Linked DNA regions of Mus musculus: regions 1, 2, 3, 4, 6 and 7 are each linked to region 5. A link is a contact called in public HiChIP or PLAC-seq and Micro-C data. All regions are on one chromosome and are shown on one strand. Each heading gives the region's core, a stretch centred on a gene start, on an enhancer-like site or on the middle of the called end of the contact. The rest is flanking DNA. Distances are from core to core; before and after follow the strand shown. Region 1 holds the start of Pla2g4e (phospholipase A2, group IVE). Region 2 holds the start of Jmjd7 (jumonji domain containing 7). Region 3 overlaps Sptbn5 (spectrin beta, non-erythrocytic 5). Region 4 holds the start of Chac1 (ChaC, cation transport regulator 1). Region 5 holds the start of Itpka (inositol 1,4,5-trisphosphate 3-kinase A). Region 6 holds the start of Dll4 (delta like canonical Notch ligand 4). Region 7 holds the start of Spint1 (serine protease inhibitor, Kunitz type 1).

Region 1 (3,303 bases), core at 399-2,898, 500 kb before region 5:
ATAAGTGGACAGTAACCATAAAGAGCAAGATAACTATGCTACAATCCACAGACCCAAAGAAACTGGGTAATAAGGAGGACTCAGGGGAGGATGTGAGAATCTCACTCAGAGGGAAACAAAATAGTCATCAGAGGTGGATGGAGTGCGGGACTGGGTGGGAGAGGAGGTGAAGAAAGGAACAGGGATGGTGATGATCAGGTGTGGGAAGGGGAGGGAGGGGGCTGGGAGTGAGAATGGAAATCAGTGGGGGGAGCATCTCTGGGACAAGCTGGAGACCTGGGTTGGGAGGAGGCTACAGGGAGTCTATGGGGGTAGCCTTAGCTGAGATCTCTACCTACCAGCTCTTCCAGTAGCCAGGTGGGACTTCCAGTGGAGGGAGGGGGACATCAACCCACCCACAAAACCTTCACCCCAAAATTTGTCCTTCCTATAAAATGCACAGAGATGAAGATGGCGCAGAGACTGAGAACGGCCAACCAATGGCTGCCCAACTTGAAACCCATGCCATGTGAGAGAGCCAACCCCTGACACTGTTAATGATGCTCTGCTCTGCTTGCAGACAGGAGCCTAGCATAACTGTCTCCTGAGAGGCTTCATCCAGCAGTAAAGGGAAATAGAGACCCACAGCCAAACATCAGGCAGAGTTTGGGGAGTCCTGTGGAAAAGTGGGAGATAGAGGCTGGAGAGATGGCTCAGCAGTTAAGAGCACTGATTGCTCTTCCAGAGGTCCTGAGTTCAATTCCCAGCAACCACATGGTGGCTCACAACCATCTGTAAAAGAGATCTGATGCCCTCTTCTGGTGTGTCTGAAGACGGCTACAGTGTACTTTAATAAATATAATAAATATTAAAAAAGAAAAAAGAAAAGAAAAGTGGGGGATAGAATTGATCAAGCCAGAGGGGTAAGAACACCACAAGAAGACCCACAGAATCAACTAACCGGACCTATGGGAGCTCAAAGACTGAATGAACCATTATCCAAAGAGCATGCCCTGTAGCAAATGTGCAGCTTGGTCTTCATGTGGGTCCCCTAACAATTGGAGGGGGTGCTGTCTCTGACTCTGTTGTCTGCCATTAGAGTCCCTTCCCATACCTGGACTTCTTGGTTGGGTCTCAGCGGGAGAGGAGGTGCTTAGTCCTGCTGGGACTAGATGATCCAGAGTAGTTGGTACCCAAGAAGGGGGTGTGTCTTCTCCCGCCTCTGAGGAGAAGGGGAGAGGATAATGGGAGAAGGGTTTTGTAAGGGCGGGACTGGGAGGTGAGGAGGGAATGGGACTGTGATTGGGATGTATAATATATAAAAAATTTGGGGGAAAGGAAAAAGAGAAAAAACTAAGCAAGCGTGTTGTGTTAGCGCACTGCAAGATGGCGCTGGAGAGGCAGCTCAGCTTCTGCGGTCAGGAGCGCATGCTGCTCTTCTAGAGGACCTGGCTTGCTTTTGTTTTTGTGATTTTAAACATAATACCATGGTGCATTCTCTTTCAACTTCATCATATCATTTATCAAGCCAGACGAAATGAGAGGCAAGGTTAATGACCAGTCTCCACCATCAGCTGAGAGCCTAGAGGTGGGTATTTGTTTTCATAGCTCAAAACAGAGATGCGGGATGAGGAGCAACAATTGAGCAATGGCTTTACGGGATGAGAATGCGAGTCTCCTTTAGATCCTGCTAGCCTCAGGCATATCGCCAGCCCCCGCCCCCCTTCTCTGGGATATATTGAGTTTCACGCTTAAAAATAGCTCTTGCAGTGCAGAGCTGGAGACAGCCCCGAGCCTGAATCGCAGCTCTGCAAAGCCGGTCTCTCCTCGTCTAGCACTACGTAGTGCGGGGCGGCGGCGGCGGCGCAGTCCTTGTTGCGTGCTGACCCTCTGCACACCACGGAACCTTTCTTTTACTCTTGCCAACCAGGTTGCTCGAAATGTTTCCGGCGCTCCCTTAGCGAAGCTGTGACCTCTTTCCCTCCCTCCCTCCTTAAAAATTTATCTGACATTTCTCCTGGAGGAACCTGCTGACACCTTTCCTTTCTCCCAAACCTCTCCTGAACTTCCCTGAGGATAAAATCGGCTCCAGCTCTATGCAGTCTATTCCACACTCCGATGAAGCAGACGTGGCTGGGATGACCCACGCCTCAGAAGGCCACCATGGCCTGGGGACCAGCATGCTTGTCCCAAAGAACCCACAAGGGGAAGAAGACAGCAAGCTAGGAAGAAACTGCAGTGGATTTGAAGATGCACAGGACCCACAGACTGCTGTGCCCTCCTCACCTTTACTTTCCATGGCTTCTTGCAGTTCTCAGGTATGTCTTTTTTCTGAGGGGAAAGGCTCCTGTCCCCTTAAACTTGATCCCGCCCCTCTCCTGACTCTGAATAAGATCACATGTGTTCTTGCAGTTTAAAGCTCAGATTTTGTTAATTTTTTTCTTTTTCTGGAGGTGATCCCTCTCCAACCCCATCAACCTACCTGTCTTTACCTCTTTGTGTTCAGAAAACCAGCTAACAGAAGTCGTAACCCTTGAACGAGTGTATCCTGCTATGTATCCAATACTCTGTTAGGCAAGGATTCATGTATGCACTTAGTGAGATGATAAAGCTTGGAGATATTAGACATCTATTTTTTTTAAAGATTTTAAAAAAGCTTTGTATATGTATGTGTGTGACTATGTTTGTGTATGTCACATGTGTACAGTTATCTACAAGGGCAGAAGAGGGAGTCAGATCCCCTGGAGCTGGAGTTACGCCAGAGCCTTCAGCCTTGTTAAGGAATCTATTCAAGATCACACAGGTGGTTTTGAATATGAATGGCCCCCATTGGCTCATACATTTGAATATTTAGTCACCTGGGAGTGGACCGCTTTGGTAGAAGTAGGACTAGTACTGTTGCTTTGTTGGAGGAAATGTGTCATTGGGGGTGGGCTTTGAGGTTTCAAAGCCCCTGCCAGGCCCAGTAGTCCTCCCTTCCCAACCCACCTCAGCCCCCTGCCCCACCCCCACCTACGGATCAGGATATAACTCCCAACTAAGTCTCCATCACCATGCCTGCCAAATCTGCCACCAAGCTCCCACCATGCTAAAAATAGACTAAGCCTCTAAAATTGCAAACCAGCCTCCAATTAAATTCTTTCTCTTCTAAGAGTTGGTATGGTCATGGTGTCTCTTCACAACAATAGAACAGGGACTAAGACAGATGGGTATCTATTTCTATTCGTGAGATACTGAGAAGAAAGAAGGCCATGCTAGTGAAGGACCCAGCATAGTGCCTGGGACATACCGTACCAAGTGCTCAAATATGCAGTCCACACGCAA
Region 2 (3,336 bases), core at 73-2,572, 290 kb before region 5:
TTGCTCACCATTTCCTTTAGAGGGTGGGTGTTTTTCTCCCCTAAAGCTTCAAAATGAACTTCAAACAATTCCTTTGACCCAGCAATTCTGTTAAGAATTTGACTGACAAAAATAAACATAAACACAAAGTCTGCTCCAAGCTCAGTCCACACTGCTTCCTGGATATAGCAGGCACACCCGCTCTGAGGGTTTAGCTGACCCATCAACCGTCCTCCAGGGCAGTGCTTCCTAATGCTCTACCCTTTAAGACAGTTCCTCATGTTGTGGTGACCCTAGGCTGTAACATCATTTCGTTGCTACTTCATAACTGTGATTTTACTAGTTATGAGTCACAAGATAAATGTCTGATGTTCAGGATATCTGACATGCGACTGCTCTGGGGTCTCGACCTCATAGGTTGAGAATACTGCTCTAACCACCTGTGTGTGACACAGCCGGTAAATTGACAAAATTGTGCTTGATCAATTGCTCTCCCTCTGTGTGTGGGTGTGCGCATGTGTGGTGTGTGCCTGTGTATGCATGTGTGGAGGCCGTTGACATTAGGTGTATACCATTCTCCACTTTATTTTCTGAGTCAAAGTCACTGAACCTGGAGCTCAGCAGTTGCTAAGCTGGCAGGCCAGGGAGCCCCTGGGGTCCTCCTGCCTTTCCCTCCCACCTCTGGAATCCCATCAGAAGTCCACCATCACCACACCCAGTGTTTTCTGTTAGTGCTGGGGATGTGACCCCAGATCATCATGTGCTTAAGAGCTTTACCTACCCACTTAGCCATCTCTCCAGCTTGTTTAATGATGGGGTAGTGAGGACCAGAGGAAGAAGAAAGGAAACACACAAGATCAACTGGGCGGCTGCCTACAATCCTCAAAGCTTGGAGTCTGAATGAACGAGGGAAGTCGCCTGCTTCTCTCCTCAGAACCCACCAGCATCCGAGATGTTTGAGGTGAAAGTATAGCATGGCAGCGCACGGGGACTCAGCACCCCGCTGGCTTTGAGAATGGCACCATGACTACCGTCAGAGCTGTGCTGGGTCTTGAAAACTACAACTGCACCCCACGAAGGCAGCCAGGCGTGCGATCCTGAGCTAAGGAGCCGTCCGCCAGCTAAAGAAGGGTACACACAAAACTGTGTGGCCACCGGTCGGACACTCATGCACACTGAGTTCCAGGGTGCCCAGGCTCCCTCCGCGCTGTCCTCGCGCGGTCGCTGCTGCCTGTGAGAGTGCACTCACCGCGAGCCGCCGCCGGGAACTCTTGCAACGCCCTCCGAACTGCCTCCAGAGCCGCCTCCGCCATGACGGCCGCGGGACAAGAACCCGCCCCTATTTCCGCTCCAGGATCGCAGCCCCGCCCCCGTTTCCGCCCTCTAGGAGGTGCAACAAGCGGCGCTCTTCTCAGAATTTGCTAGCAGGTTAACAAATGATTGTGTTTATTGACAATTTCATACATCCGTACAAACGAAACGTTAAAACAGTCCCACCCCGTACAGCCGGGGAGGAGACAGGCGCCACAGTATAAAAGTTATAAATAAGGGGCTTTCAAAACTGGGATAGGACAAATCTGGACATGGGCAGCAATTGCCAGTGGCCTCAGACATGCAGAAGAGGACAAAGTGCCACAGGCCACAAGACCCCACCCATGCAGGGTAGTGGCGCTTTCTCTAGAAGGGCAGGCTGGCATAAAGACCTCTAAAACCTGGTGGAGGTCAGGGCAGTGGGCCGACTTCTAACCCCCACACTGCCAAGGGGCCCACCTCAAGTGGCTTCGGTTCTTTGGGCTAGGAGTTTGACTATGCGTGTGGTAGAAAAATGGGAACACATGGTTTGGGTATTCACATGGTTTGGGTATACTCAACACTCAGGTTGAACCAACAAAGCTAAGCACCCATTAAACCTAGTTTCCTGCTAGCCTCTGCATTCAGAGCTGGGAAGTGGCGTTGAGGTTTCGACAGGTTTGTGTTATCTAAACCTGGTGAAATGTCACTACTCTGCCTTCCCTGATGCAGAGGAAAGGAGGGCCCAGGCCCAAAGACATACTCACTCCAATTCTGCAACCACCTCACCACTTCTTCCAACATACAGCTTCTCTCTCTTTTTGCTACTCTCTAACCGTTACCTTAACTCTATCCCTACCTCTGCCACCTACCTGTCCGGCTATTACTTTTCCAGTGGTCTCTTGCCCAGTGCCTTCATTCCACAATCTCCAGTGTCCAGTATTTCTGGGCACTCAATACTGCCTTTGAAAAGAGCCTCCTCCATGAGCCAGGTGACCCATAGGCCATCTCCGGTCAGCCTGGCTGTGGACACCACAACTCCAGAATTTCAGTCTAGTGTATCCATCCCTTTTTGTGTTTAGTGTACCCATCCCTTTTTGTGTTTCTGGATCAGAATTCCAATTAATCCAGGCTAGTGACGCTGAGGCAAAAATGTGAGGAAACCAGGTGCATACCAGCCAGGCAAGTGTTCTAAAATGAGCACTCAACTGTGCATATGATTTGTGTGTGTGTGTGTGTGTGTGTGTGTGTGTGTGTGTGTGTGTGTGTGTGTGTGTGTGTGTGTGTGTGTGTGTGGCCAAGGTTCTAGGAAGGTGGGCCAGTGCCCTGTAAACCATAAGGGTACTCCCAATACAGGTTTCTGATTGCGCATTGCCCAGGATGTAGGGAGAAAGTGGTCCCCAGGGATTCAACAGTCTGCTGGGGACCAGGGATAGAGAACAAGGAAGCCTAAGGGGCTGAGGAAAGTAGGCCAGGCTTTGCTGTCTGCCCAGCAGAGGGGTTTCACTGTCCTGCAGCAAAAATCCCACAACTAGCTCCACAAGGGGGAAAAGGGATGGGGCCAGAAAAAACACTAGGGCTCTCTTGCAGGGAACATGGGATTGGAATGTGGGGGCTCAGTTCCTGATACCAACTCAAGTTTTCTAATGGCTGGGAATACCCTGGAGGCCAGGCAGCTGTCTCACTGCCAGGAGTTGGGGGGAAACTACCCCTGCTCTGGCAGGCAGGGGAGTGCAGCTGGTGTGGGAGTAGAGGTAAAGGTCTACAGTTGGCTTTAGGACACTAAATACCACATTACCTTTCATCTCTATCCCAGAGTACCCTGTGGATGCTCCGCCCCAGGGAGCTCATCCCTGCAGAAACTTCAAATGGCTTCTAAGAAGAGAAGGCCAGCCCTTCCCGATGTCCCCAGGGGAGGCAGGCTGCCCTCCTACCCCTCACAGCACCAAGATGATGTAGACTCAAGACTTGCCCTGCTGTGAGCCCCAGGCTGGGCTTTAGAGGCAGGAGTCCCAAGGAAGTGAGGCAAAGTCAGGGAAATAAATTAATAAATACAGGGGCTCCATG
Region 3 (3,137 bases), core at 77-2,576, 300 kb before region 5:
GTAGCGTGGTAGCCTCGTTGGACTACCATTATCTCCCTGGAGCATGTAGCCAGGTCACAGGGGCACAGGTATCCAGGGTCCACACTCTGGAGCAGGCCCAGGGGCCAGGAGTGCTGGGGGGGCACTAGGAAGGAGGAGTGGGTGTCTCCCTTCTGACATCTGGGCCCCCATCTTGTATTTTCAGGAGGCAAAGGGTGGTCATGTCACGGAGGCATCTGTGGAACAGCAGCCCCCCACAGAAGGGAGGCAGGTGCGTGCTAGCTCTAACTGCAGGCAACCATATTCAGCAACCATCCAGGCCTGCCACTGTGGCTTCTGGTAGACTCCTGTGTAACTTCCTGGGTGGTCTCAGAGAAGGCAATAGTTTCTACCCACAGAAGAGGAAAGGGGAAGAGAAGGGGCTTACCCCTACCTGCTTTGGTTGCCAGGTCAAGAACTTCCAACCTCTCGGTTGTCCTGTCTGAGCCCACCCTTGTTTCCTCTTCCCGGTGAAAACTGTGAGCAGTACTTTTCCTGAAAGAGTCTGAGGCCTGGCCTGGGGGCCCTTTTCCCTGTCTTCCCCACAGCCCAGAACCAGCTTCCCAACCAGCAGCCATGGGATCTTGGCAAGGGGAGCCTCGAGCCCATTCTCAGATATGAGGAAGGCAGAAGTGCCAAGTGGCACTGGGGTAAGAGCTCTCAGGCAATTAGAAGCATCTCAGGGGGATAGAAGATAGCTCCCATAGGGAAAAGCCAAGGGCCCCTGTGATCCCTGTACCTCATTGCTCCCCAGGAACTGGCTTACGTGTCCCCCCTTGTACCTGAGGAGACTGAATGTGAGAGGCTGGAGGACAGAAGGCAGACTTTCTTCCCAAGGTGAGGGTTATAGGCCTGGCCCGACAGCAAGCTTGGCTGGGGCTATAGGCAGAGGTCCAGCATGACAGGTCAGCTTAGAAGGCAGGCTGAGCATCTCTGAGTTCTGTTTGCAGTGTTGTCTGAAAAGCAGGCTGCAAGCTGGCAGCCAGCCTTGGGTAGCATGGCAGGTGGGCTGGAGGGGAAGGAAGGAGGGGCTGCTGGGGCCCAGGTTCCCAGTGTTATTGTACCTTACAGAGCTATGAGCTTTTACAGCCCATCTCTCTAGAAAGTGAGCCTTGCGGCTTTTCTCAATGAACTTACTACTCTGAGTGGCTTAAAAACTCGCCAGACACAGATAATCAGTAGCAGAGGTAAAGATTTTCCTGTCCTGTCCCCTTTGGAGTCTGTACCAACTCCCTACCTCCACCCCACCCCTTCTAGCCAGGGACTGTGTGGGCTCTGTTTCTTTTGGGACTCAAAGGCTGTGTTAACTCCAAATGCTGTCTTGATTGGTCTGGACTGTGGCCACGCCCAGGTCTATGTGCAGAAAGAATGTGCAGAACACACCCTTTGCCATTTGTGCCTGCCTCACGAGTCTGCTGGGTTCTCTGTGGAGTGGTGTGTGTGGGGGGGTTCCTCCCTGTTCCTTGGTCCTAGCTCCCTCCCTCACTGTCATCACCTCCCCTTGTTCCCACCTTTTTTCCAGAATCCCAAAGGAACCCTGGATTTTTCCACCTCCCTGCAGTGAGCTCTCAAGGAGTCTGCTTGGAAGTGTTGAGCGCTCACCCACACTGTAGCACCAGAGTAGAAAGGCAGACAAGGGCTGACTCAGCATGCATCTTAGTCCCTGAGCCAGGGACACAGCTTCTAGGAAGGAGCCGTCTTGGGCAACATGAACCTTACCCTCTGGTTCTACAGCCTAGAACCCAAGGTCAGGCTCCCAGCTGAGAGCAAGGACACTGTATCCAAGTGGGATACTGGTGGAATGGGTTTTTCTCTTTATCCCAAGATGCCAGGACTCAAGGCCCGCTCTGTTGAGTGGGCTTGTGAGACCCCCACATGGGAGACCCTGGCTCCCACACCTCAGAAAGCTGGAAGCCATCACACCAGCACTCTAAGGTGACAAGGCTCTCTTCCCCCATAGACTCCAGGAACATGCTATCACAGGGGCTCACTTCCCCCCCCCCCATCTCCCCACCTTCTACACCTACCCCTCAGAAGCTCCACATGCCATTACTGCTCTGGCCATCCCCCAGTCAAGAGTCTCTCTGGGTGACCACACACCCCTGGATGCTCCCCAAGTCCTCACTCTCAAACTTCTTTTCCTTGCTCTCTGAGACATCTGAGACAGTGCCTCTGCTCTTTAGCTCCATCCTGACTCCATCCTGTCTTGTCTCTGTTCCTGATTCCAGGGGGATACAGGGTCAAGGTGTCAGCATGTGCAGGCCAATGGCAAGAAGTATAAAGGCTAAGGGATTAGGCAGACTGAACGCAGGCTCTCCTTTGGCATGCTCAGCCTCACGTGGATCCTGGCTTCATGCTCAGCCACCTCAGCTATGCCTTTCCTATCTCCAAGCCAAGGGGCTTTGGGCCCTCTAAGAACTGGGGTAGGGTACTTGGGGCATCTCTAAGAATTGGGGTAGGGTACTTGGGGCATCTCTAAGAATTGGGGTAGGGTACTTGGGGCATCTAGATGAGGATGTGAATACCTCCCCCCCCCCCCACATACACCCAACACCAGTCCCCAGGTCCAGTCAAATACATCTGTCATATACATCTAGGCTGGCACTCAGCTATGTGCCTGAAGGCCCTCATGCTGTAACAGGTGATGGCCATGGTGACAGCCACAGCTGTGGTCCCTCTGCAAGCCTCCGGTGCTCCAGCTTGATTCTGATGCACAGGAGGAGGAACAGGACTTGTACTAGACGCACCAGTTTCTGGTGGTCCTGGGACTGACCTGAGGGCATGTACTTTACCACTGAGATTTAACTTTTTAAAAAAATATTTATTTATTTATTTATTTATGTATTATATGTAAGTACACTGTAGCCGTCTTCAGACACTCTAGAAGAGGGCATCAGATTTCATTACAGATGGTTGTGAGCCACCATGTGGTTGCTGTGATTTGAACTCAGGACCTTTGGAAGAGCAGTTGGCACTCTTAACCGCTGAGCCATCCCACCAGCCTGAGATTTAGCCTTTTAAGATTGATTTATTTTATGCATGTGAGTACATTGTTGCTATCTTCAGGCACACCAGAAGGTGGCATCAGATCCCATTACAGATGGTTGTGAGCCACCATG
Region 4 (3,435 bases), core at 43-2,542, 390 kb after region 5:
TTAATAAGACCCTCCCTCAAGTGATTCTCCAAGAAGCATGGAGTAAGCTAGCTACACTTCCACTCTCCCCACACAAGAGCTCTGACCCTCTGCACCCTGATACATCAGACCCCAGGATTCTCTTCTTGACTGCACACTTACCTCACGGTCTTCAAGGAGGGTCACCACTCGGCCAGGCTAGACAGGGAAGAAAGGTTTTGAAAAAGACAAATTAGATATTAGCACTTCCGAAAGGACTATGAATGAACCTTATTGACATGGGGGGCTTGCCTGTCATGCACAAGACCTTAGATTCAATCTCCAGCAACACACACACACACACACACACACACACACACACACACACACACACACACACCTTTAGTCCTGTTGTGACTTGAACCTGTAGTTCCAGCACTTCAGCACCAGAGAGAGAGATTTGTCACAAGTTTGAGGCCACATAGCAAGAAATAGGTAAGATGGAGGAGGGGGAAAAAGAGGGGGGAGAAGAGGAGGAGGAAAAGGAGGAGGAGGAGGAAGAGGAAGAGAAGAACAAGGAGGAAGAGGGAGAGGAAGAGAAGAGGAAGAGGAGGAAGAGGGAAAGGAAGAAGAGGAAGAGAAGGAAGAGGAGGAAAGAGTGCCAGCCTAAGCCCCAAGCCTGGGAGAGGACCTTTCATCGAGTGACATGGAGTGATGGGCAGATGTGGAAGAGACAAACAACGAGCGGCCCAGATTAGTAACCAGCACAAGAATCCACAGGTGCAATCACCAACCTGATTTCCAGGCACACAAATTTAAACCACAAACCAGGTTTACAATTTTCTCTTAGTTAGCCCAGGGTCCCTGCCACTCCAGGATACGAGTGCCCACTCTCCTGCCAACCCCACTCCACTCCTCTGGGCACAGAAGGATGCTCACCATCTTGTCGCTGCCCCTATGGAAGGTGTCTCCCTGCCAGAACCGTCGGCTATAGCCACGAACGAAGCCCACACGGCTGTCACTATAGGCAAAGTCCGGCTTCCACACTAGGGAGCCGTACCCGAAAATCCACAGGGCTTGGGGGTCGCCATCCCCCCAGGAAGGCTGCGCGGATGATGGTGCAGGGGACAGTGAAGGAGGCGGAGTGCTCTGGGATGCGGACTCCTGCTTCATGGTGCCGGGCGCAGGGACGGACCCGGGTGGCCTCCGAGACTGGTCTCCGGCACGGGCACGGAAGGACCGACGGACGCGTACACCTGGCCTGGCACCGATCGGTCGTTCCAGCTGAGTGGTCCCTCCAGAGGCGCTCTTTAAACCCTCCGGCCAGGAAGGCCCTCAGACTGCCTCCAGCTGTCCCTATGATTGGGGCGGGGCAAATCTCTTTCTGGCCAATCACCTTTAGATTTTGCTTCTCGGTTAACCGCGCCGCCCTCCGAGTGGGTACCAGAGCAGCCCGCCCCAGGGCCAACGCGCGTGCTGATTGGTTCGGCTCCTCCTCCCGTGGCAGACCTGGCAGGAGTGATGCAACGGCAGGGAAGGTTTCCCCAGAACTGGCATGCAGCAAGGGCGAGTCAGATTGCGTCAGGCTGCTGGCACCGGGAACGGGCCTTAGAATGGGCGCGGGCACCCGCCGTCTCCCGGGAAGGCCCTCTCAGTGGTCTAAACGGTGTCATCCCTGCAGTCCAGCCGGTGCACCTGGCAGAATCATTGCCGCCCAAAGCAGTGGCCAGTGCAGGGCACGACCAGTAGGAATACTTTGGGCGGCACGAATTCTTGCCTTTGGGGCCCCGCCTAAAAGCACGCACTGCAGAGAAGCTGTTTTGGACACCCTCCGCATTCCACTCTGGTGCCTCATACTGTTGCCCACGTGAACAGCTGGAGAAACTGAGTCACGGGGTGGTAAGGGGTTTTGCAAAGGCTGTAGTTGAGTCAGACTGGTTGGCACAAGCATGCAGGCCTCACGTGACGGCTACACCCGGGCCAAATGTGAGACCCCTGAGTTCAGGCGGGTTAGAAGAAAAGTCAAAACTAGACAGCCTTGGGCAGAGTAGTCACATTGAGGATGACTGTTAGTACCTGTGGTACAAAGCTACAAAGAGAAGAATGCCAGGCCACTTTCACCCCATGGGTACGGGTTTCATTCTCTCTAGCTTGAGATCTTGCAGCAGTGGGCAATTTACATAGGTACCAAAGTTTGGAGAAACGTTGGTTAAGGACAGCACAGAGGACTAAGGGCACCTGCAGCCTTTTCCCATAGCTTCTTGCCAGGCAGTGGGTATGGGCCCTGGCACTGACGTGGGCAACCAGGCACCAGCCATCTCCTTGGAAGTTCCTCTCTGCCTGAACCCTGCAAGAGTCACCATTGGGCTAGGTAGTGGTGTCACACTCCTTTAATCCCAGCACTTGGGAGGCAGAGGCAGGTAGGTGGATTTCTGAATTCCAGGCCAGCCTGGTCTATAGAGTGAGTTCCAGGACAGCCAGGGCTGCACAGAGAAACCCTGTCTCAAAAAATAGAGGGGAAAAAAAAAAAAAAACAGTCACCATTGGCAGGTCTCAGGATCTGTCTCCCCAAGAGCTCACCCTCTCTGGTGGAGCCAGTGCCACCCCAAACTGCAGGATGGAGGAGAGGTCGAGTTTTGCTTCCTAGGCAGCAGCAAGAGGCAGCCTCTCTGGGCATCTCTCATTGGGAAAGGGAAACAAAGAGCAGAAGGCCTTTCACTAGGGTGAACAAACAAGAGTGAGCTCCCTGGAAGTGGAAACTCAGTGAGTCTCCTTATTTAACTCAAAATTGTATGCACAGGGTAGATCCATCCCAAAAGAGATCCATCCCAAAAGTGTCTACACAATTGCCTCTCTCTCTCTCTCTCTCTCTCTCTCTCTCTCTCTCTCTCTCTTCCACTATCCTCTAGCTGGACTGACCTGGAATTACTATACATACATGCCTGAGATTCACAGAGAAACTCTCAAGCCTAGCATTCAGGAGGCCGAGGATAGAGACCTAGAGAATCGGGCCAGCATGGGCTACAAAGCAAAACCATGTCTCTAAATGAATAAATGTATGGATGAACGGAGTGGAAAGAAATACTCTTAAAAGTTGGAGGAACTTGTGTTTGTTTCGTTGGCGGGACTAGAACTCGAGTCCGCACACCGGTGTGCCTTATGCCTGATGTGTGTGCCTACCCCAGGCCTGGGCTCCCTGTGAGGCTCATGCACTACTTTTTTGTTTTGTTTTGTTTTGTTTTGTTTTGTTTTGTTTTGTTTTGTTTTGTTTTGTTTTGTTTTTCGAGACAGGGTTTTTCTGTGTAGCCCTGGCTGTCCTGGAACTCACTGTGTAGACCAGGCTGGCCTCGAACTCAGAAATCTGCCTGCCTCTGCCTGCCAAGTGCTGGGATTAAAGGCGTGTGACACCACGCCCGGCACATTCTACTTTTCTGAATGGAAAATTGTTGAGAAAAATGGTGGTATCTGGTAATTTTC
Region 5 (3,063 bases), core at 362-2,861:
AAGGTGTCTAGGCAACCTGGGCGCGCGTCTTACTCTCGAAGTCGCCAGGACGCGGCCTTCAGGGCAGAGCGGGGCGTTCCCGGTTTTTTTCTCTCTCTCTTTCCACTCGAGGAACGCTTGCGTAAAATGCATCTAGAGCAACGCTGCACAGTCCACAGGCAGTTAGTTTAGTTATCTGGCCATGGTTAAAACAAGGGAGATTACTGACACAAGAGGATCGCAGGTTCAAGGCCCGAATAGGCTATAGACTGTGTTTCACTGTAACTTGGCAATTTAGTGTCAAGAAAAGAGGGCTAGGATGTAGCTCAGTGGTGGTTGTGCTTGCCTACTGTGTTTGAGGCCCTGAGTTCAACCTCCAGTCAAGGAGGGCCATACCACGAATAATGACTTCACCTCACACTGGCTGGTGATAGCTGCCGGTTAAATTGGCCCGGGAACATTCACATTGCCATACAGAGACTAGCAAGCTCTTGTCAGCCTCAGTTTACCTTTCCCAGGACACTTAGGAGCAGTAGGCCAGGGCGAGGAGGGGGGACGCAGCAGGTGGATCTTGGTTCCGCTCGGTTCTAGCCCTGCGCCCCTCCCTTCCCGCATCCACGCCTCGTGCGCGCGCGGGGAGCAGACGGCAGCGGCTCCGGAGCAGAGCCAGGAGCTCCGCTCCACTCCCACTCAAGAGAGGGAAACCGTGGCAACGGCGGGGGTGGGGCCGCGGCACCGAGAGGGGGAGGAGAGGGAAAAGCTCACGCGCCCCTTTTTCTCTCAGGGCTCCCGGGGCAAGGCTACCCCGCTCTGATCTCTCCAGCCCTACCTGACAGTTACCCAGGTACGCCAGCCGACCCGCCGGCTCCCGCTCCGTGGGTCGCGTACTCCTCAACCTCCTTTAGACGCCCAGGCACTCAGTTACCATCGCCTGCCTAGCCCCCGAAAAAGAACCAAGGCGAGAGGTCGTCCTGGGCTCCCTCTCCGCCCCCATGCCCCCTGTCCCCCGCTTGGGCTCTCGGCGGGGAACGCAAGCCGGTCAGAGCAGAGCAGAGAGCGGAGTCCCCGGCGCGCAGCCCCCGCTGGCCCCGCCCCCGCGGCCCGTACCTGCCCCACGTCCTCGCTGGTTTCCAGCTGCACGTTGCCGCGGCTCCTGCTCTCACTGTCGCTCAGCAGATCGTCCTCCGAGTCCTCGAGCAGCGACGAGGAGCCGGTGGAGGAGAGGGACGAGGTGGAGAGGCGGCGTGGCTGCTGCAGGTGCGACCCCGCAGCTGGGAGCCAGTTCCCCTCCTGGTCTGGCGGCCCTGGGCTGGCCGGGGTCACATCCTCCTCGCTTGTCACAGTGAGCTGAGGGATCACCGGGGCAGGGGCAGCACGCGGGAGCCCGTTGGGCACTTGTCCCCCACGCCGCTTGGCCCCGCGGGCCCGGGGCTCCCCTGCGGCTGCTGCAGCGGCGACTGCGGCGCAGCGCGCTTCGAAGAGCAGGCGCAGCTCCCCGACGCTCCGGCGCGGAGCCCTCTCCAGCCCGGGGCTGCAGGGCCCCGCGCCCCGTGGCCGCGCCATGCCCGTCGGGCGCCCGGGCAGGGTCATCTCCCGGCACCGGAGCCGCAGCCGAGCCCACCAGCCCGCGGCGCGGCGGGGACTGTAGACGCTCAGCGCCCCGGGCTTGGGACTGCCCCGGGGCGGAGCCTCGGCAACGCCCGCCCGGCCGCGCCCCGCCCCGGCCGCGCCCCCCGCCCACTCCTTTCACTTTCTGAGAAAGCGCGGGCCTCCGGGGGCCCTCGCTGCTGCAGGAGGCTTGCAGTGTCCCGAGTGTAACGTGGAAGTCCCAGGTCCGGCCCCCGCCTTATCTCTAGACCTGCCCTCAAGGTGGCAGAAGGGACCTGCCCCGCACCTGAGCCCAGTGCCCTCCCGCGGCTTTTGAGGGATTCCTTCAATGGGAACCAGAGGTCTTAATCTGCACAGGAAGAAGCTGTGCCCATTCTTTCACTCGCTTCCTCGGGCTCCTTTCCGTGTTCCAACCTTCCTGGTCAAAGTCTTTTGAGTCTCTGGGGCTTTTCTCTGGCCTGGGCCCCTTAATTCGGAGTTCAAGGCCGTCAGCCACCCAAGGAAGCCACACCTCAAGGAGTGTGCCCAACTAGAGTCTGTGGCCAGGGTCGAGCTGAGACTGCTCCCCACCCCCACCCCTCGAAGCTCTCCACTTCCCAGCGGGCAGAGAACAAGGTCAAGAGGCGGAGTCTGACTCTCTCCAAGTATCACAGCCGGTGGTGGCCTGCATTTCCACCGCCCCTCTCCAGCCCCCCACTAGCTGTTTCTTCTCCTCCTCCCCCTCCTGCCCCTTTGGAGCTTTGTGGTTTCAAAAGGAGTCCTTTCGCCTCTCTGAACTGCTGAATCTCCTTCGTCGCGGAGCTGCAGGGTTGCTCTGAGAGTAAAATTTTAGAGATGGGTGTTGAGTGCGTAGCTCAGCGGTAGAGCACTTGCGTAGTACGCGACTAGAACTGGATTCCATGCCCAGCATGAAAGGAACGAAAAAGTCTTGGTGCTCCAAAAATGCGAGTGTTTTTTAGTGTTGTAATAGACAGCCAGTGTCTCGGGCCACCCTATCTTGGCTCACTCCTTCTATCCATCTCCCTATCTGTAAACAGAAGAAAAACTTCACACGGCCTAGAGTTATGGCTGCATACTGAAAAGAGAACACCGATGTAGAAGTTCAGACACTGGAAATCCTTCTTGTCATCTCTGAATGGGTCTCTGGCCTCTGCTTGCAGGTGCTCAGCTGAACTTCAAGGCTACTGTGAGCAGAAGCCAGACTTGTCTGCCTTCCCCTAAAAGAATTGAGGGTCCTGTCATGGAACACCTAGAACAACAACCCTGGGATTGCTGGGGCAAGCCCAGGGTTAAGTATGAGACTTGCCTTTTCTCTCTTCAGCCAGAAGTTAAGAGGGAGGAGGAGAACCTTTCGCAAAGAGAGAAGATCTCTAGATGACTGACTGATAAAGGGAGAAGTTGGGGGGGGGTGTTTCCAGGGGCGGTGGCTGCTTGTAGCCATGGGATCTCCAACTGCATGCCAGAGTAATGGGGAGG
Region 6 (3,353 bases), core at 376-2,875, 420 kb after region 5:
ATACAGGAAGAGGCCCGTCAGCGGCGCTGGCAGCCTCGGCCTTTCTCACCGCCGTGCTCCCCGCGTTCCCACGCCAAAAATAACCCGCAGGAAACGCAATTGTGCTCTGAGTCCAGGCAGCGAGCGGAATCCGAGCGTCCAGCGCGGGGCGCAGCTCCGGCCAAGCTAAGCGTCCTGGCCCCCACCCCCCAAGCCTGCGTCCCCAACCCCCACCCCCGCCTATAACTGGTTAACTCTTTCGGCGCTGTGTGATGTCGCCCCCCTGTGGCCGAGAAGTTAGATACTCACCTGGCCGCAGGTCGTCTCCCGGTGTGTGCCAAGCTTGGATGTTGAGTGAGAAGGTTCCCTGGGAAGCAAAAGGGGGGGTGGGGGACATTAGAGATAGCGATATCAGCAGGGAGGGAAAGGAGGGGGTGCCTCGCAGCAGCCTGTTTAATTAATCTAATTGCAGGATATAGTTACGGAGCTCGGCTCAACATAACTGGTGTTCGCGCAGCGCTGCGCGCGAGCTGAGAAGGCAGGGGAGGGATGAGGGATGCGGGAGTGTAAGTGAGAGCCGGGGGGTGGGCGGGCGGCGCCGCGTTGGGGGTTTGGTAATGAAATTCGTATCCCAAGAATTGGGGAGAAGGAAAGGGAAGAAACTGGGAGGAAAGACTAACCAAAGCCTCTCCGGGATGATCCTATGAGAGAACAGGGGGGCGGGGGCAGAAGAGAAAGAGCCCTTGGGGCTCTCCAGAGAGCGCTTTGGAAAGGAGCTCTGGTGTCCCGGCGCTCCCTTCTTTCCCTTCGGTTATCTCCCGGTGCATTTAAGTTGTGCTTACCGGCCAGGTGAAATTGAAGGGCAACTGCAGAGGGTTGCGACCACTGCCGCTATTCTTGTCCCTGACGACGAAGGAGTTGGTGCCCAATACCGGCGTGGAGACATTGCCAAAGGTGCAGGGTCCCTCGGAGAAGGTTGCCTGGAAGTGCTTAAGGCAGATGCGGAAGAAAGTCCGGCAGCCCGGTTCGCAGGACTGCCCATTGGCCAGCATACCGCGCTGGTTGACGAACTCCTGCAGCCGCAGCTGGAAGATGCCGGAGCCCGCAGCGCGCTGCTGCACAGGGACCGAGAGAAGGAGGGAGGAGAGCGGTCAGGCTCAGCCGGGGCCGGGGCGCAAGCCCGGAGCGCTGCGGGAGGGGGCGGAGAGGACGTGAGACATTACCTGCGGCCACAGTACCGCCAGCAGCAGTAGCGCCCAGCGACAGGCGCTCCGGGACGCAGGCGTCATCCCTTGGGGTGTCCTCTCCACTCCGGGACTCCGAATCTGCTTGTTAGGGATGTCGCTCTCCCGCAAGTCCCGTCTGCCAGCCGAGTTCCTGAAAAGCTGATTCCCCTCGGGACGCTGCTCCCTTGTCGCCTTCTCAAAAACTCCGCTGCTCGATGCCTCGGTAGGTAATCCAGGTGAGGGCGACTGGGCGGTGGCTGCTCTAAGTACGTGTCCTGGAGCAAATCCTAGGGTCTCGAGCGGGCTAGTGAGGGAGTACACTGCACCCAAGTGACTTTGGCTGCAGCTCTTGGCCTCGGGTTCCTAGCCTGCGAGCAGCGCCGCTACTGAAACCTGCTTGCTCCAGAGCCTTTCTTATATATATTGGCTGCTCTTCGCAGCCTGTCAGTCAGACAGACTCACGGTCACTCTCCCCTCCCCTCCAGGCCTCTAGTGGCTACAGTCCCAGCACCCACCGGAGGGGGCCTCCGCCCCCGCCGCTCCCCCTGTCAGCCAGCCAGTAGGGCGCAGGTCCCCGCCCCTCTTCCAACTTCTGGGCTTCCAGCTCTGCGCGTGCCCGGCGAGCAGTCCTTAGAGATCGTCTGCTTAAAGGCTGAGACCCTCGCCACCAGAGGATAGGAGGGTAGCCCAGTGATGCGGCGGGAGGTGAGGTGGTTCCCGAATGGTCCAGGGGGTGGAAACTCTAAGGGGTCCCCGTAGGCGGTGCACCTGATCCAGGCATTAGATACCTACAGTCCTCTAGCAGGTGGGGAAAGCTTAAACTAGGAAAGCAAAAAGCAGGACCAGGGGATTTGGATCTCCCTTTCCTTTCCAGACTTTAGGTAGCTCCTGCCTCGCTGGCCTCCAGCCTATGTGTGCCCACCCTCCACGCGTCCCCAGCACCGCAGGGAAGCCATCCGACGCCTTAACCTTTCCCTGGCTATTCCAAGCAAGGCAAAGGGCCAAGCGTCTAGGACTCTGGTCTTCTCTGCACCTGGTAGGCGTGTCACCTCAAGCAGCAGGGCGTGCCCAGCGCGTGCCTTCTCTCTTTGTCCCCCACCCCCACTCCCTCCTGGCTCGTGCTAGAGCCAGGACTAGAGGTTCGAAAGAGAGGTGGGGGGCGTGGTTCTCGAAGTGGGGGGGGGGTCCTCAGCTGTATGGTAATGAGGTTCTAGTCTTTTCCCTCAGTGCCTATCTCACCTGGGTCGCGCTTGGTCTCCATATCCTCATCCTGGCCCCCACCCGCGTCCCCTAGCTCCGCTGGAGTAGGGAGGAAACTTTCTTAATTCCAGAATTTCCTTGGGCCACTTGAGAGGCAAGGTGAGAGAGCTTGAGGCTGATCAGGTCTAGATCTCTCTGCATAGGGCAGGATGTAGGGTGGAACTGGAGGCGCATAGAGTTGTTTGAGTTTCGGGTGGTTTCACCCATGTCACACGCGCGCCTCTCCCGGGTGGCCTCCGAGCGCAAACCCTGCAGCTGCTTTCCCAGAACCCGTCGTGCTCCCCCGAGGCTGCAGACCGGGGAGGGCTGGCTTCTCCCAGTTTTGGGGGGTGCTAGATTTCTCTCTCTCTCTCTCTCTCTCTCTCTCTCTCTCTCTCTCTCTCTCTCTCTCTCTCTCTCTCTCTCTCTCTCTCTCTCTCTCTCTCTCTCTCTCTCTCCTACAGTGAGAGCGGTGGGGGCCCTGTGGCTTCAGCTGTCAGCCCTCCCGCGTGGTGATTGCTGGCTATGGTCGGACGATAAGATCAGTGCGGGCGGGGGTTGAGGGGAGCAGGGACGCGGCTCCAGCCCCAGGGAGGCCGTGGTAGGGGGAAGTGGAACCCAACAGCTGCCAATGACGAACATGGTCTGATATTTTGACTTGGGTGGTGGTGATGGAGAATTGGGGGGGGGTAAGAAACATGAGGTTGTGAGCGTGGGGTGGGGGGTGGGGTGAGGTGAGGCGACAGGCTCCGGGGTCCCCCACGCACGGCCACCCCTCCCAGCCACCATCTGGCGCGAGCGGGTTGGCGTGGGGAACCGAGGTGAGGCGGGGGCCGGCAGATGGGCCCAGGCTGCACTAGCGAGTTAATGTAGGTTATGGGCAAGCCGAGTCCCAGGCCCGAGGGACGG
Region 7 (3,423 bases), core at 35-2,534, 500 kb after region 5:
AGCCACCGGAGGAGACCATGGTCAGGCTCATTTTGTCAAGGCCTCAAACGGCCCAGGACAACACTTGGCCAGGATGCCTTTCTAGTAGTCACTTGGGCGCATCAACGTTCCCTGACTTAGCCTATCAGAGACAGAGGTAGCGAAACCTAGAAAGTCACTTCACTTCTCTCATAGGCACATCCTGGGCTAGGCCTTCAACCCCCAACTCTGAACACCCTTCAGGAGCCAGAACCTGAGCCCTGAGATGCCATCCTTCCCCAATCTCCCATCCCCTTTGTTTACAAAATACTGCCTACTTCAAAGGGAGTCGATGGAAGGGCTCTCCTCCCTAACTCCTTTTTGTTGTCTTCGCCAAGCCTCCCTAACCTGCCTAGCCCTTCTGGCCAGCAACTTTCCTCACCTCCAAAGCCTCGAGTCCGCAGCTCGCGGTAGGAGCGGTAAAGCTCCTGAGTAAGATAGTTGATGAAGCCCTCCTTCGGAGCGAACTTGCACACGAAGTTCTGCTCGTACAGGCAGTTCATGAGGAAGCAGGCAGAGATGGCGTCCTCGCCGCCGTCTGGCTGCAGCTCCACCAGCGCCAGGTTGCAGTTCTGAGTGGTGCAGCAGGAGCGCACGCAGTCCCAGCCGCGGCGCGCCGTCGGGGAACCCAGGAAGGTGGCCCCGTTGCTGACTGAGGCTTCGGTGTCCAGCACAAAGGACGGCACCCCGCTGGTAAAGCGGCTCAAGCAGGCGGCTCCCCCGGGAAGCTCAGCGGGTGCGGACGGCAGCTCGGCCTCGGTGGCCTGGAGGCCAAGCGCGCAAAGGAGCCATACGCCGACCGCAGAGATGCTGGCCCGCGCCAGGCGGCGGCCCGCCATCGTGCTCCCAGGGGCCGTCGCCCTCCTCCCCGAGGCGGGGGTCACCTTCACAGTGCGAGCCTCCGGGTTCCGAGGGTGCTTGTGACCTGAGATGGGAGGAGGCAGAGGAGACACACCTGATCAGCTCGGGTAGGGGCGCGGGGCACTGGGAACAAGGAGGCGCACGCAGGACGATCCGCCCACGCACACTCGGACCGGACCGCCGACGTCCGGCAGAGCACCGCTCAGGAGCTCGCGTACCCCAACACAGAGCGGACGTCCGCCAAACATGCCCGGAGCCCGCTGGGCGTCCGCCTACCGTCCGCCCCAGCTACCTGCGCAGGTGAACGGGGTGGGACCGCCGACGATCCCGCCCGGCTTCCGCCCGGCTCTGGCTGCACGGAAGATTGGCTGCCTCCTCCCGGCCTTTCTAGTTTCTGGTGAAACTGAGTCAGAGCGCGGGGCGGGACTGGCATTAACCCCTGCGCCGCCGGCCCCGCCCACGCCGGTTGTACTCCCACCGGTCCTGCCCAGCAGAACTTCCGGCTGGACCCGCCGGGCGGCTCAGCCACCCCAGACCCAGCCGCAGCGCCCGTGGTTTCCGAACGCCCAGCGGCGTGGGTGAGGCCCGCGTGCCCTGGAGGCGGCTCTACCCTGGCTCCACGGAGTCCAGCCACTCGTTGGGTCCCTGAACACCAGAAGTGCGTCCCTAAGCCCACATTGGGCCGCGACACCCCTGCAAGGTGGCGCAGGTGCGGTTGCCTCCGGCCTTCCTTTCCGGTTAGAGCCGGCATTCCCTACCCTTGGCTGGGGGCGTTTGGGAAGGAGTTGGAGGAGAAATGTCGGGGAAAGCTTATGCAAACGATTTCGCTGTCTGTGGCCTGCCCTTGGGACATCATTTCCAGTTTTCCAGTAAGAAGAGAACCCCAAAGTTGGATAGGCTGCGTTTGTGTAAACCAGATCCTGGGATTCGTGCTTCACTGATGCAGCTCAGGACAGCCCTTCCTTCTGCGAGAGTGGACCAACAGGTGATTCCTGGTATCCTGGCTTCCCTGTTTCACCCACAGGAGTGCATTCCCTTTTGTTTGCGCCTCTCCCTCATTCTTGTAAACATTTCCTTTTGAACTCTTCATCTTTTGTTGGTAAATTGTCCCCTTCCCTGAATCTCAGGTTTACTCTCCCATCCCAAGGGGAACTCCCAGTGAGTAGTTGACCACTCTCTTCCACATAAATTCCCTGTTTGGACACCTGGAGGCTCCAGCTCTCTGAAGGGTTCAGTTAATCTCCCACGCAACAGGGAACACCTTCATACCAAGCTCATTGCTTTTCCTAAATGAAAAACACGCAGTCCTTTCTTCACATCCCAGATGTCTACAGGACATCTACACTCCTGTTTTCTTTCAAATTAACTTATTTCTGAGACAAGGCCTTGAAAAGCATCTCTGGTTCTGCATCATTTCCTAGTGTTGCAATTACAGAGATGAGTCACTATATCTGGCAAGATTTGTCTTATTTATGCCCCCCAGCCCCCCAGGAGAGACGGATCAACAGTTCAGAGCAATTGCTACTCTTGTGGAGGACCAGAGTTCAATTCCCAGCATCCACATCTCAGGGCTCACAGCCTCTTGAACTCTAGCTCCAAGGGGTCTGAAACCCTCTTCTGGCCTCCTCAAACACCTGTGCAAATGTGGTATTTATTCACACATACACACACATACACGTATCATAAATATATATATATCTTTAAGACTATAAAACATTTGGCCTAGTGATGGCACTGCTGATGGCGCTGGTGTTGGTACAGCACTTGGGGAGGCTGGCAGATCTCCTGAGTTCAAGACCTGCCTGGTCTACAGAGTCCAGTACAGCCAGGGTTACATGGAAAAACCCAGTCTCAAAAAATCAAAGCAACAACAAAGATTCTAAAGAGTGTTCTGTGTATGAGTGCCTGTATGTTATATGCATTTTGTGTCTGCTTTGTGCCTGTTAAAACCAGAAGAGGACACTTGAATTCTTCTAGAACTGAAGTAAGGCAATTGTGAACTTCCACATGGGGCCTGGGAATGGAATCAAGGTTCTTAAAGAAAGATTCTACGTCTTTTCATACTATTTTACCTCCCCCCACTATGAAAACCATCTCCCCATCACTTACCGACAGTAGTCTCATGTGTTGATCTTGGAGCCAAGGATGACCTGCCTTCACTGATTGCAAACCCTCCAGCCACTCACATTCCGGACACTGGGAGCGGAAACACGTGGGTGTCAGGCCCTCTCTGGATCTTCTGATGTTCCACAGCCACTGGCATAGTGATGCCCATCATGGTATGCTGGGGAAGAAACATGATTGTGCATTTCCTGGGAAGAAAGAACTTTGTCACAGTTTGATTTCTGCCTTCCCAAATAGCTTATACCTAAGAGAACACTACCACAAGAGAGTACCACCTTATCACAATACCACATTGCCAGAAGTTTATGATTATATTCACTGTGTACATGATATTAAAAAGACCTATATTTAAAGCTGGGTGTGGTGATACATGCTTATAATCCAAGCATCTGATAGAAGGAGGCAGGAAGATCAGGAGTT

What was found. Hi-C and Micro-C count contacts between places; a contact is called where the count stands out from the background. HiChIP or PLAC-seq counts read pairs in DNA pulled down with a chosen protein or histone mark.
Region 1: a contact with region 5 is called in a Micro-C map of embryonic stem cells, with 4 times the contacts expected there. The contact joins the promoter of Pla2g4e here to the promoter of Itpka in region 5. A contact is called at or near these places in 1 of 39 promoter capture datasets (liver) and 1 of 484 Hi-C or Micro-C datasets (embryonic stem cells).
Region 2: an HNF4G HiChIP or PLAC-seq map of pancreatic cancer cells shows a contact between it and region 5. The contact joins the promoter of Jmjd7 here to the promoter of Itpka in region 5. A contact is called at or near these places in 6 of 39 promoter capture datasets (embryonic stem cells, hippocampal neurons, neural stem cells and 1 more), 5 of 484 Hi-C or Micro-C datasets (CD4 T cells, embryonic stem cells and muscle stem cells), 11 of 115 datasets of contacts at active chromatin or transcription factors (embryonic forebrain, embryonic hindbrain, embryonic stem cells and 3 more) and 3 of 9 other capture datasets (adipose tissue, embryonic stem cells and liver).
Region 3: an H3K4me3 HiChIP or PLAC-seq map of embryonic stem cells shows a contact between it and region 5, with 2.9 times the contacts expected there. The contact joins the enhancer-like site here to the promoter of Itpka in region 5. A contact is called at or near these places in 2 of 39 promoter capture datasets (embryonic stem cells and neural stem cells), 5 of 115 datasets of contacts at active chromatin or transcription factors (embryonic stem cells, pancreatic cancer cells and stem cell-derived neural progenitor cells) and 3 of 9 other capture datasets (adipose tissue, embryonic stem cells and liver).
Region 4: a Micro-C map of embryonic stem cells shows a contact between it and region 5, with 2.5 times the contacts expected there. The contact joins the promoter of Chac1 here to the promoter of Itpka in region 5. A contact is called at or near these places in 2 of 39 promoter capture datasets (the 3T3-L1 cell line and embryonic stem cells), 1 of 484 Hi-C or Micro-C datasets (embryonic stem cells) and 1 of 115 datasets of contacts at active chromatin or transcription factors (bone marrow-derived macrophages).
Region 6: a contact with region 5 is called in a Micro-C map of embryonic stem cells, with 2.4 times the contacts expected there. The contact joins the promoter of Dll4 here to the promoter of Itpka in region 5. A contact is called at or near these places in 6 of 39 promoter capture datasets (the 3T3-L1 cell line, cranial neural crest, embryonic stem cells and 2 more), 5 of 484 Hi-C or Micro-C datasets (embryonic stem cells and stem cell-derived neural progenitor cells) and 2 of 115 datasets of contacts at active chromatin or transcription factors (embryonic stem cells and memory CD8 T cells).
Region 7: an HNF4G HiChIP or PLAC-seq map of pancreatic cancer cells shows a contact between it and region 5. The contact joins the promoter of Spint1 here to the promoter of Itpka in region 5. A contact is called at or near these places in 1 of 39 promoter capture datasets (liver), 1 of 484 Hi-C or Micro-C datasets (embryonic stem cells) and 2 of 115 datasets of contacts at active chromatin or transcription factors (embryonic stem cells and pancreatic cancer cells).

Annotation. Positions count from the first base shown.
Region 1 is chr2:120,243,680-120,246,982 of GRCm38.p6, reverse strand. Pla2g4e (phospholipase A2, group IVE) reads left to right here and starts at 1,648. Exons shown (of 20, transcript NM_177845.4): 1 at 1,648-2,297. The coding sequence starts at 2,076.
Region 2 is chr2:120,025,469-120,028,804 of GRCm38.p6, reverse strand. It overlaps Jmjd7 (jumonji domain containing 7), which reads right to left and starts at 1,322. Exons shown (of 8, transcript NM_001114637.1): 1 at 1,229-1,322. The coding sequence starts at 1,292. Mapkbp1 (mitogen-activated protein kinase binding protein 1) reads right to left here. Exons shown (of 30, transcript NM_011941.3): 30 at 1,402-3,336. Gm28042 (predicted gene, 28042) reads right to left here and starts at 1,322. Exons shown (of 27, transcript NR_104353.1): 1 at 1,229-1,322.
Region 3 is chr2:120,042,715-120,045,851 of GRCm38.p6, reverse strand. Sptbn5 (spectrin beta, non-erythrocytic 5) reads left to right here. Exons shown (of 67, transcript NM_001370938.1): 64 at 185-250; 65 at 567-668; 66 at 773-855. Pla2g4b (phospholipase A2, group IVB (cytosolic)) reads right to left here. Exons shown (of 20, transcript NM_145378.4): 20 at 2,819-3,137. It overlaps Gm28042 (predicted gene, 28042), which reads right to left. Exons shown (of 27, transcript NR_104353.1): 27 at 2,819-3,137. Among named protein-coding and RNA genes, the nearest start is that of Gm52559, 6.3 kb to the left of the region's middle. Within about 2 kb of position 1,326, at least 59 of the 459 cell types and tissues checked have an H3K27ac peak or open chromatin away from gene starts, as enhancers often do. A contact at or near this core is called in embryonic stem cells and pancreatic cancer cells, where this site is marked.
Region 4 is chr2:119,349,099-119,352,533 of GRCm38.p6, reverse strand. It overlaps Chac1 (ChaC, cation transport regulator 1), which reads right to left and starts at 1,292. Exons shown (of 3, transcript NM_026929.4): 1 at 898-1,292; 2 at 142-177. The coding sequence starts at 1,131.
Region 5 is chr2:119,740,885-119,743,947 of GRCm38.p6, reverse strand. It overlaps Itpka (inositol 1,4,5-trisphosphate 3-kinase A), which reads right to left and starts at 1,611. Exons shown (of 7, transcript NM_146125.2): 1 at 1,087-1,611. The coding sequence starts at 1,569. It overlaps Gm25857 (a small nucleolar RNA gene), which reads left to right and starts at 2,992; the gene lies at 2,992-3,063.
Region 6 is chr2:119,324,056-119,327,408 of GRCm38.p6, reverse strand. Dll4 (delta like canonical Notch ligand 4) reads right to left here and starts at 1,625. Exons shown (of 11, transcript NM_019454.3): 1 at 1,203-1,625; 2 at 822-1,094; 3 at 289-346. The coding sequence starts at 1,268. It overlaps Gm14207 (predicted gene 14207), which reads left to right and starts at 1,212. Exons shown (of 4, transcript NR_030683.1): 1 at 1,212-1,428; 2 at 2,080-2,241; 3 at 2,433-2,564.
Region 7 is chr2:119,235,221-119,238,643 of GRCm38.p6, reverse strand. Spint1 (serine protease inhibitor, Kunitz type 1) reads right to left here and starts at 1,284. Exons shown (of 11, transcript NM_016907.3): 1 at 1,172-1,284; 2 at 401-943. The coding sequence starts at 857.